Regions from separate parts of the Mus musculus genome. Here all the other regions are linked to region 3. The links are chromatin contacts, called in public HiChIP or PLAC-seq and Micro-C maps. All regions are on one chromosome and are shown on one strand. Each heading gives the region's core, a stretch centred on a gene start, on an enhancer-like site or on the middle of the called end of the contact. The rest is flanking DNA. Distances are from core to core; before and after follow the strand shown. Region 1 overlaps Gm33655 (a long non-coding RNA gene). Region 2 holds the start of Cyp4x1os (cytochrome P450, family 4, subfamily x, polypeptide 1, opposite strand). Region 3 holds the start of Foxe3 (forkhead box E3).

What was found. A called contact is a pair of places that touch in the nucleus more often than the background predicts. HiChIP or PLAC-seq counts read pairs in DNA pulled down with a chosen protein or histone mark.
Region 1: a contact with region 3 is called in an H3K4me3 HiChIP or PLAC-seq map of craniofacial prominence, with 2.6 times the contacts expected there. The contact joins the enhancer-like site here to the promoter of Foxe3 in region 3. A contact is called at or near these places in 7 of 39 promoter capture datasets (the 3T3-L1 cell line, the C10 cell line, the HPC-7 cell line and 4 more), 3 of 115 datasets of contacts at active chromatin or transcription factors (craniofacial prominence, embryonic hindbrain and microglia) and 2 of 9 other capture datasets (embryonic stem cells and liver).
Region 2: a Micro-C map of embryonic stem cells shows a contact between it and region 3, with 3 times the contacts expected there. The contact joins the promoter of Cyp4x1os here to the promoter of Foxe3 in region 3. A contact is called at or near these places in 1 of 39 promoter capture datasets (the HPC-7 cell line) and 1 of 484 Hi-C or Micro-C datasets (embryonic stem cells).

What each region holds. Positions count from the first base shown.
Region 1 is chr4:114,719,559-114,722,258 of GRCm38.p6, forward strand. All of the region lies in intron 1 of Gm33655 (a long non-coding RNA gene), which reads right to left. Among named protein-coding and RNA genes, the nearest start is that of Gm12829, 41 kb to the left of the region's middle. Within about 2 kb of position 1,278, at least 8 of the 459 cell types and tissues checked have an H3K27ac peak or open chromatin away from gene starts, as enhancers often do. A contact at or near this core is called in craniofacial prominence, where this site is marked.
Region 2 is chr4:115,132,526-115,135,225 of GRCm38.p6, forward strand. It overlaps Cyp4x1os (cytochrome P450, family 4, subfamily x, polypeptide 1, opposite strand), which reads left to right and starts at 1,307. Exons shown (of 4, transcript NR_131922.1): 1 at 1,307-1,881; 2 at 1,980-2,090; 3 at 2,375-2,439. It overlaps Cyp4x1 (cytochrome P450, family 4, subfamily x, polypeptide 1), which reads right to left and starts at 1,554. Exons shown (of 12, transcript NM_001003947.2): 1 at 1,276-1,554. The coding sequence starts at 1,452.
Region 3 is chr4:114,924,740-114,927,439 of GRCm38.p6, forward strand. Foxe3 (forkhead box E3) reads right to left here and starts at 1,328. Exons shown (of 1, transcript NM_015758.3): 1 at 1-1,328. The coding sequence starts at 1,274. The coding sequence ends at 408.

The sequences.
Region 1 (2,700 bases), core at 28-2,527, 210 kb before region 3:
TGAGTCTCTCCTGTCTCCTTTACACAGAGGCCAGTAAATATCTAGATCTCTCCTCTTCCTTTCTGGGAAGAGAGCCCATGAAGAGACTAGGAGCATGAAAAATTAATTTAGAGTTTAAGTAGTGCCTGTTTTAAAATCCTCCAGTGTCTAGAAGAGCAAATTCCTCCTCAACTGCCCCCTGCCAGGGCTGCAGTGGCCCCAGCACCCTGATACTCCTATGGCCAGGCAGAAGACTGATCAAAGGACATTCCTTCCTTGTCCCCAGATGCCCACACTTCCAGAGTCCTTTCTACTCTTCCTCTTTTCCCTCCTAGTCAATGGACAGTACATTAGGTGACTGTGGTTTGAACCATGGCCCAGGTGTGACGGGGTCATTCCAAACCTCAAGTGCAGGACAGACCTCTTGCTCAAGAACAGGCCCGCAGAAAATGCCAATGTCCCCGTTTCTCATGTTTTCCTGGATAAATCCACTTTCTCCTCCAAAAACCCAGAGCTAAGCCCTCTCCTCAGGGAAGACTTTCCTCCCCAGCCTCTGCTGAGCTTGAAGATGAAGTGGCCTCCCACCCCTTCTATCCCCTCATGGTGGACTGCAGGGCAGGATGGAGCCACCTCTAAGCCTGGATAAAGGTGAATTCCAACAGTTGGGAGAGGTTATTTTTGGAGCTGACACAAATGGTGAATGAAGCGCCCCGAGCCTTCCAGGCAGTCTTTGCTTTGTGCTGCAAGGCCCAAAACTAACATTTTCATAATAATTTTCCAGTATCAAAGTGATAGTTTTGATTCAAGACAGCTGGAGCCTGCAGAACTGTGTGGCAGCCTCTCCAGCCCTGGAGCCAAACATGTGCCGCCTTCTCTATTTTAACACCTTTGATAATCATCGAAAAATGAATGGCCCTAGCACTTTTCACAGCTCCCTGACCAGAAGAGTCGCCCCTGGAAAGAGAGCATTGGGTGTCTGTTTTCCTTCTGTGGTGCCCTGAGCCCAGGGCTTAGTCCTCTCCGCCTCCCTTTCTACATTCCATTAGTGATGTCTGATGAAGAATCTAGCCTTTCTGCTACTATTAAAATGAGGGGAGCCCAAGAAACACAGAAACTCAATATCATGGAAAACTGATATAATCTTTTCAAAACTGTAAAGATTGCTCACCCTAAGGAACATCTGCACAGAAAAAGAAAAAGGCTTTAAACAAACTGGAACAGGGTCGAGTAGCTTGTAAAGGCAGGAGTGCTGGAGAGATGGCTGGCTTGTTCATGGCCTGCTGTCACTCTGAAGGAGAAAGGCCATCTCCGAGGAGCCAGTTCCCTCACTGAGAGCTCCTGCCATCTGGAACTCATTGCAGGATGGAATACTGAGGTTTGTAAAAAGAAACCTGGGCTCACGATAATTGTTCCTTAAATCATTAATACAGCCTGAGTTCCAGATGGAGAAAGAGGAGACAGCAGGGACAGGCTAGGGACCTGTCAGAGTCCATGCCCAGCCCACTGCCATATACTTTGGGAGCTGCAGCTACCTTCTCCCAGGTAACAGCTTTGGCACAGACTCCAGACATCCCCCAGCCTGCGCTGCAGTAACGTTGTTATCTTCAGGAACCTCTTCTGGCCTTTAGTGCCTCCTGAACTCTTGGGCTGGGCATGGCTGATGCTTGAGATCTAAGCTCCTAGCACCTTGGGAGTTGAAGTGTCAAGAATGGCCTCTGCCACACTTGGGAGTCCTCCAGTGATTGAGAGTAAGAAACGTGGGCCACGCACACTTAGGACAGAGCCAACATGGGCCAAGGTGAAGCCAGTGTGTTTCACAGATATGTGAAGGTTGGCCTTCTGATAATTGTTCCTTAAATCATTAATACACCTTAGTATCAGATGGAGAAAGAAGGGACAGCAGTGTCAGGTGAGGGACCATCCAGGCCTAGCCTGCTGCAATCTACATAGATATGGTAAACATGGAGAGGGTTTTAAGATGGAAGAGGCTGGTGTGAGCCAATCACAGGTCCTTGGAATAACACAGCTGCAGTTCTGACATCCTGTCTGTGAAGCCTGGAATCTGAGCTCCCCTGAGACACAACGCTGGCAACTGCTTTCTGCTGCTTACTCCCTGGCAGGGGGAGTCTGAGGAGCTGATCCATTTCTGCCCCTGATCTACTGACAAACTAAACTAAATAGGGTACTGTGGACCCTGAGGTACTAAGAGAACACCAGCACCTCCAAGGACTTCGGGGCCTTAGAATAGCAAGGAGACCCTTTCTCCAGAACACTGAACACCTCTGGGTGGAGTCCCTGCTCCAGGCAGCTGGAAGGGATCACATGGGCCGATGCCCTTGTCCCCACTATGCCTTCTCTTCTATTGCTGTAGGGACTGTGGCAGGCCTCTCTGCTTCTGATCATGACTCTAACCCCAGCCTCCCCCTCTCTTGCCATGCAATCCAGAAGCTGCCACACACCCTGGCCACCTTAACACGTCTCAGGATCTGAGACCCCAAACATCCCAATTCCAATCAGGTTCTGAATTCACAGGCACTGGTTGTTGTACAAGTTCCTCATCTTTCGGGACAACAGTGCCATCCACTTGGTGTACAGCCCCACGGTGCTCATCGGGATGGCCTTCTTTCTTTCTCTCCCTCCTTCCCACACTGAGTCCTCACAGCCCGAAGCTCTCATCTGCCAGTTCTTCCTTCTAGAGTTCTCAGCTCATCTCAGTGTCCC
Region 2 (2,700 bases), core at 57-2,556, 210 kb after region 3:
TATAATGGCTGACTTAGGAGTCAGCCTAAGTATATACTGCTGGATGAATGAAGGAAGAAAATTCGGTCACTAAGCATGATGGTTCATGACTGTGATCACTTGGGAGGCAGAGGTAGAAGGACCACTGCAAGTTTGAAGACAGCTTGGGCTATATAGTGAGTTCCAGGACAGCCTGGGCTATAGTGATTGACTGTCCACATCAAACCTAAAATCCAAACTCCCAATCAAAACATTTTAACAAAGAAAAGAGAGAGAATAAAGAGAGAGGGAAAGGAAGAAAGAAAAAAAGAAAGAAAGAAAGAAAGAAAGAAGGGAAGAAAGAAAGAAAGGAAGGAAGGAAGGAAGGAAGAGAGAAAGAAAAGACAAGAGAGCATGGTTTATGTGCATCTGAGTGTATCTGAAGGGACCTCGAGTCACCACATGGCACATGGAAATGATACATGGCAGAGATATAATATAATAATATAATATATATAATATAGTCGAGGAAGCCAAGGAGCAAAATCCCCAGGGCAGACTTTCCAGCCCACCCATTCCTGGAGAGTTTGTGCAGGCGCTTCACAGCTAGTGGTTCTTTCTTCCCCCAGGGATCCTAGGAGGAGGCACACCATCCCTCCAAGCCAGGATTTTCATTTTCTCTTAGTGCTCAAGTCTGTACCTTACTTGGGCCCGTCAGGGAAAAGACTCACTTTCCTTTTGTAGACCTAGGACTTAGCACACACAGCTGCTACTCCCAATGTGTTGACAGAATTTATCAGTCTGGGTAGGAAGTGGATTTGAAAACAGGAGACATGGAACAAGTGATATGGCAAGTGATAGGGCAATCAGTATCCGCAGAGCAATGGGGTGCGGCCCCTCCCGCTTTTACAGGAAGCTTTAAAAAGACATTTTTTTTTTCCTGGCCTGAATGAACCAAGGGGTCAACTATTGCTATCGCTTTTGAACATTTTCTACAACTAAGTATGAGTTAGAGCAACACACTGAGTGTTAAACAATACACGCAGAAGACATACCAAGGCGACTGGAGACTGAGCTGACACCTAGTGCTCTTTTACAATATTCACGTTTCCCAAATAACCTCCCTGTCTAGTAACCCTTCCGCGGGGGAATGCGAGAGTTCCTAGTATTGCAGAGGAGCTGAGAGCCACCCTACCCTCCCCCATCCCCCAGGCTGGAAGTCCTAGAATAGCTCAAAACTGCATGGGAGGGATGGAAGCAGAGGCTAGGCTATTGGCTTCCTCGGCAGCATCCTGCTGCGCCCCTCCCTCCATCTACCTTCTGGTGTCCCAGGAGCCAGTGGGCGGGAGGCCCCGGGAAGGGGCTCAGGTCGCGCAGCAGTCGCTGTCTCCGCAGGTAGAGCTTCATGGCCTGCATCAGCACCAGCGCCAGGCAGAACACCAAAGCCAGGTGCAAGGGCCGCGCCCAACGAGTCTCCAGCCAGGAGGCCTCCATCACTCTGAGCTCGCTTTTCGGCGGGCAGTGGGTGGGTGGAGGATATGGTAGTGGTGGTGGGAAGCTCTTAGCTTTCTCCAGCCCGGAGCTGGCGTGAACCACCCAGCCCCCTCCCCAGTGAGCCCTGGTGTAACTGAGGTGGGGGAGGGGCAGCTCCTGCCTGGGAAGAAGATGCTGGTCCTTCGGGATTTCCAGTCTGCGCTATCCATTCGCTGGTGCACGCTTGGATTCAGGCAGACAGACTTCGTTCGCGGAGTGTCTTATTTTAAGTTTGACAGTTTCCAATCGCGGAAGATCTGAATTTAGACTTTGAAATAATGCTCAGGCTGATGTAATTATTTCTCTTCCTTGTCACGAACGAAAATAAACTGCTATGCGAAATGACCTGCTTTCCCACTCTGGAAATCTATGAGCAGCCACAGGAACTAGGTGGGAGCCGAGGAGGGCATGGCCACCATACATGTGCAGTGTGGCCTGCCAAACTGTGCATGTGAATGTTTTCCCTTGTTCTTCATCCCGATTTCTAGAGTGCACCAAGGTCCACCGTGGCTCCTTTCAAGCTGTGTCAGAGTACCAAACCCCCGAGATGAGAAGAGACAGACAGTGGTGCACCACTACAGAGTATTTCTATTATTCAGGTACAATCAGTCCATTTATTTATGCTAAGGCAGACCTATGGTAGTGCTGGAGTTACAGCCCTGAACAATAGATTAAATCTCAGTTACCAACTCCCTATTTTCTTCCTTGTCAACGTCCCCACTCCTGACTTCTCTGTCCCCATCCCAACCTCTGAAGACAGAATATTTTTTGGTCAGGGAAGCAGTAACCACAGACTCCAGGGGGAAATGGCTTCATCTGGTCCACGTATTGATATTTTACACTTTTTTTTAGTGTTAGTAAGACTTTCACCTTCTTCTTTCAGGTTCTTCCTGTGCGGGGCTCCCTGCCCTATCATGACATGTCTCTCATAGGGAATACACGGTGAAGGTACTGGAGATTGTGAAGTTCCTTGCTCTATCCTCTGGGTTCTGATTGCTCTCAGCCTTGTGTCTTGTCTGCTCTGGTCTCTGGTTCCCTTTGGCTGACTGATAAACAACAGGGTGAGGGGTTGGGATGCTCCTGTGGCTACTGAGCAAATGGCCTAAGCCAGGATAGGAATGCCGAGGGAAGGATCACTTCTCAGTTTTTAACAAATTTTTAGCCATGCAGTGATGGTGCACGCCTTTAGTCCCAGCACTTGGGAGGCAG
Region 3 (2,700 bases), core at 78-2,577:
GAACCCAGGAGTCTGACCTCTGATGTGTTGGCAAAACATCAGAGATGGAGGAGGTGCCTTGGAACGAAAAGTTTCCACAGACTGGAACTCACAGGGACATTTGGGGCTGGGGCTGGAGTTCCAAAGCACCGGATTTGGCAGTGCAAGGGTGCTTATGTGGGGAGCACAAGTAAAGGGAGGAAAGACCTCAAATTGGAGAGGGCGCTTCAGTCTGGTGGTGAGACAGCCAGGGTCTCCCCAGGGATGGAGGAGGGCAGGGAAGGCTTAGCCCCAAGCAAGGCTCGGGGACCCAGCGAATTGCGCCACGCTGCGGGCGGGCGGGTACGGGTACCACGGACAAGCTCGCACTGCTCCAGCGCAGGCCGGGGCAGAAGGCTCCACCAGGCGCTCCCGCAGCGGAAAGCGACTCACAGGTAGCGCTCCAGCCCCGGCGCGAAGCCCGGCTGTCTCAGGTAGGCTTCCCCGGCTCCGAGCGGCCCGAGCGCGCCGGCCGATCCCGCCAAGGCCAGGAGAGGCTGGGCGGGCAGCGGCGCGGGTAACCCCAGGCGCTCGGACGCTGGCGAGTAGAGCGGCGGCGAGGCTGCGGCGGCACAGGGCGGGAAGGCGGCGTCGGGCGCGGCGCAGCAAGGCGGCTCGGGCGCCACGGGTCCCGGCGGCTCAGGCTGCAAGCCCAACAGGCTGTCCAGGCGGAAGAGGCGCGCGGGCGGAGCGGACGCGGGTGCTGGCGGGGGCGGGAAGGGCGCATAGGGGAAGGGCGGCGGCGGCGGCGGCGGTGCGGGCAGCTCAGCGCGCTTGAAGCGCTTGCGGCGCCGCAGGAAGCTACCGTTGTCGAACATGTCAGCGGCCGCGGGATCGAGCGTCCAGTAGTTGCCCTTGCCCGGATTGCCCGGCTCGCGCGGCACCTTGACGAAACAGTCGTTGAGGGTGAGGTTGTGGCGGATGCTGTTCTGCCACTTGCGCGGGCTGTCGCGGTAGAAGGCGAAGCGCTCGGTGATGAAGCGGTAGATGGCTGCCAGCGTTAGACGGCGGCCGGGAGCGTGCGCCAGGGCCATGGCAATGAGCGCGATGTATGAGTAGGGCGGCTTCCCACGCTGTAGTGGCCGCCGCCGTCGCTTCCCCGGGCCAGGCACGGCCGTGGGCTCGGCGTCCCCACCGCCCACCACTTCCTCCGGTTCGCGCCCCGGTTCGGCTCCCGCCAGCGTCGGCAGCTGCGGCCCGGACGGCGTGAGCGAGGGCAAGGCCGGGAAGCCCGAGAAAGCGACTTGCGCATCCATGTGCGGGGGGTGGGGGTGGGGGTCCTAGGGATGCGGAGTCCCTGCTCGCGCCCCGGAGAGCGGGGGTCGCAGGTTCGCCTTATATGGACACACACACTCCCACCTCCCGAGGAGAGGGCCCTGACCTGCCCTCTAATTTGCTTTCCCAGCCCCCTTCCCGGGCTGGCAGCCCACCTCTGTTTCTCCCCCTCCCTTGGTCTAGTCCCTCTGGGTCAATTTTTTTCAGACCCTCCCTCATCCCTGAGTCAGTCTCTGGGCCCCATCCCCATCCCGTGGTATTTGGTAGTACTGCTCCCATTACCCCCGCCCCTTTGGGTCAACCCCAATTACAAACACACCCATTCAGCACACTCTACTGCCCTCTCCCCATTTTGTGCCTTGTAGAGGTCAGATCCCCCTTAGCCTTCCCCATGCTTCTAGTTCCCGCTCCAGCAGTCTTTGCTAGCCTCAGGCATCCTATGTAGCTGGTCAGGGAGGCATCAGGCTCCTTTGGACAGCAGAGAACCAGAGTGAAGATGATGGAAGACAGCAAGACAGCGCAGAACCAGGCTGCCTTTGTTGCAGGGGAAAATGTTTAGAAGCCCTAACTCCTTTCCCTGCTGCACCCCCTTCATCCTTATCCATCCCTGACTCCAGGGAAACTTGTTTCAAACATACATAACTCCACCTCTCCCCCCCAAAAGGCGCATACCCCCCCCCACATGCTTCCACTGAAGGCAGGGCTGAGCGAACTGCTTTCTGATGTAGCATTATCAGTGGGTAGAGAGAGGGGAGAGTTTTTGTTAAAATGCCCCACCAGCACACAGAGAGAGCCAAAGGCGGAGAAGCCTTGTTCTTAAAGCAGGCAGACTGACAAGATCAAGGGAAGTAGAGGCAGAGCAAGGAGCACAGAGACAAGAGAAGGTCTTACTGTGACAAGTCCCAGAGGCACTTACTGCCAAGGTCTTGTGAGTACAGCCAGCCCTTGAGAAAATTTGGGCACCCATCAGACTCCATCTCTGATGAAGCATATCTTATCCCTTACCTCGAGAGGAGAGGGCTCGGACCTGCCCTCTAATTTGCTAGTCTAGTGCAGATGCCCAAAGCTAGATTCAGGTGGCCTGTAGCCAAGGATGCAAAATCCAAATTCAAGCATGGGGCTCAAAGACTCCCCTCCTGTACACAGCTGATAACAAATCACAGCTACCACTGTTTAGCATTTTGTATTTGGTAAATACTTATAGTATTTCACTGGCATTTAAGCTCCACTGGGCGGTAGTACTATCCCCGTTTCTTGGCTGAGGGAACAGGTGCTCTGAGAGGTAAAGTAGTATACCTCGACTCCCACAAGGTACACTAATAGTGGCAGAGCAGAAATGAAACCCTGTGGTCAGAGCACTACCCATCACTGCTCTTCTAATGCCTTTCCTTACAATGGAAGCTTTAG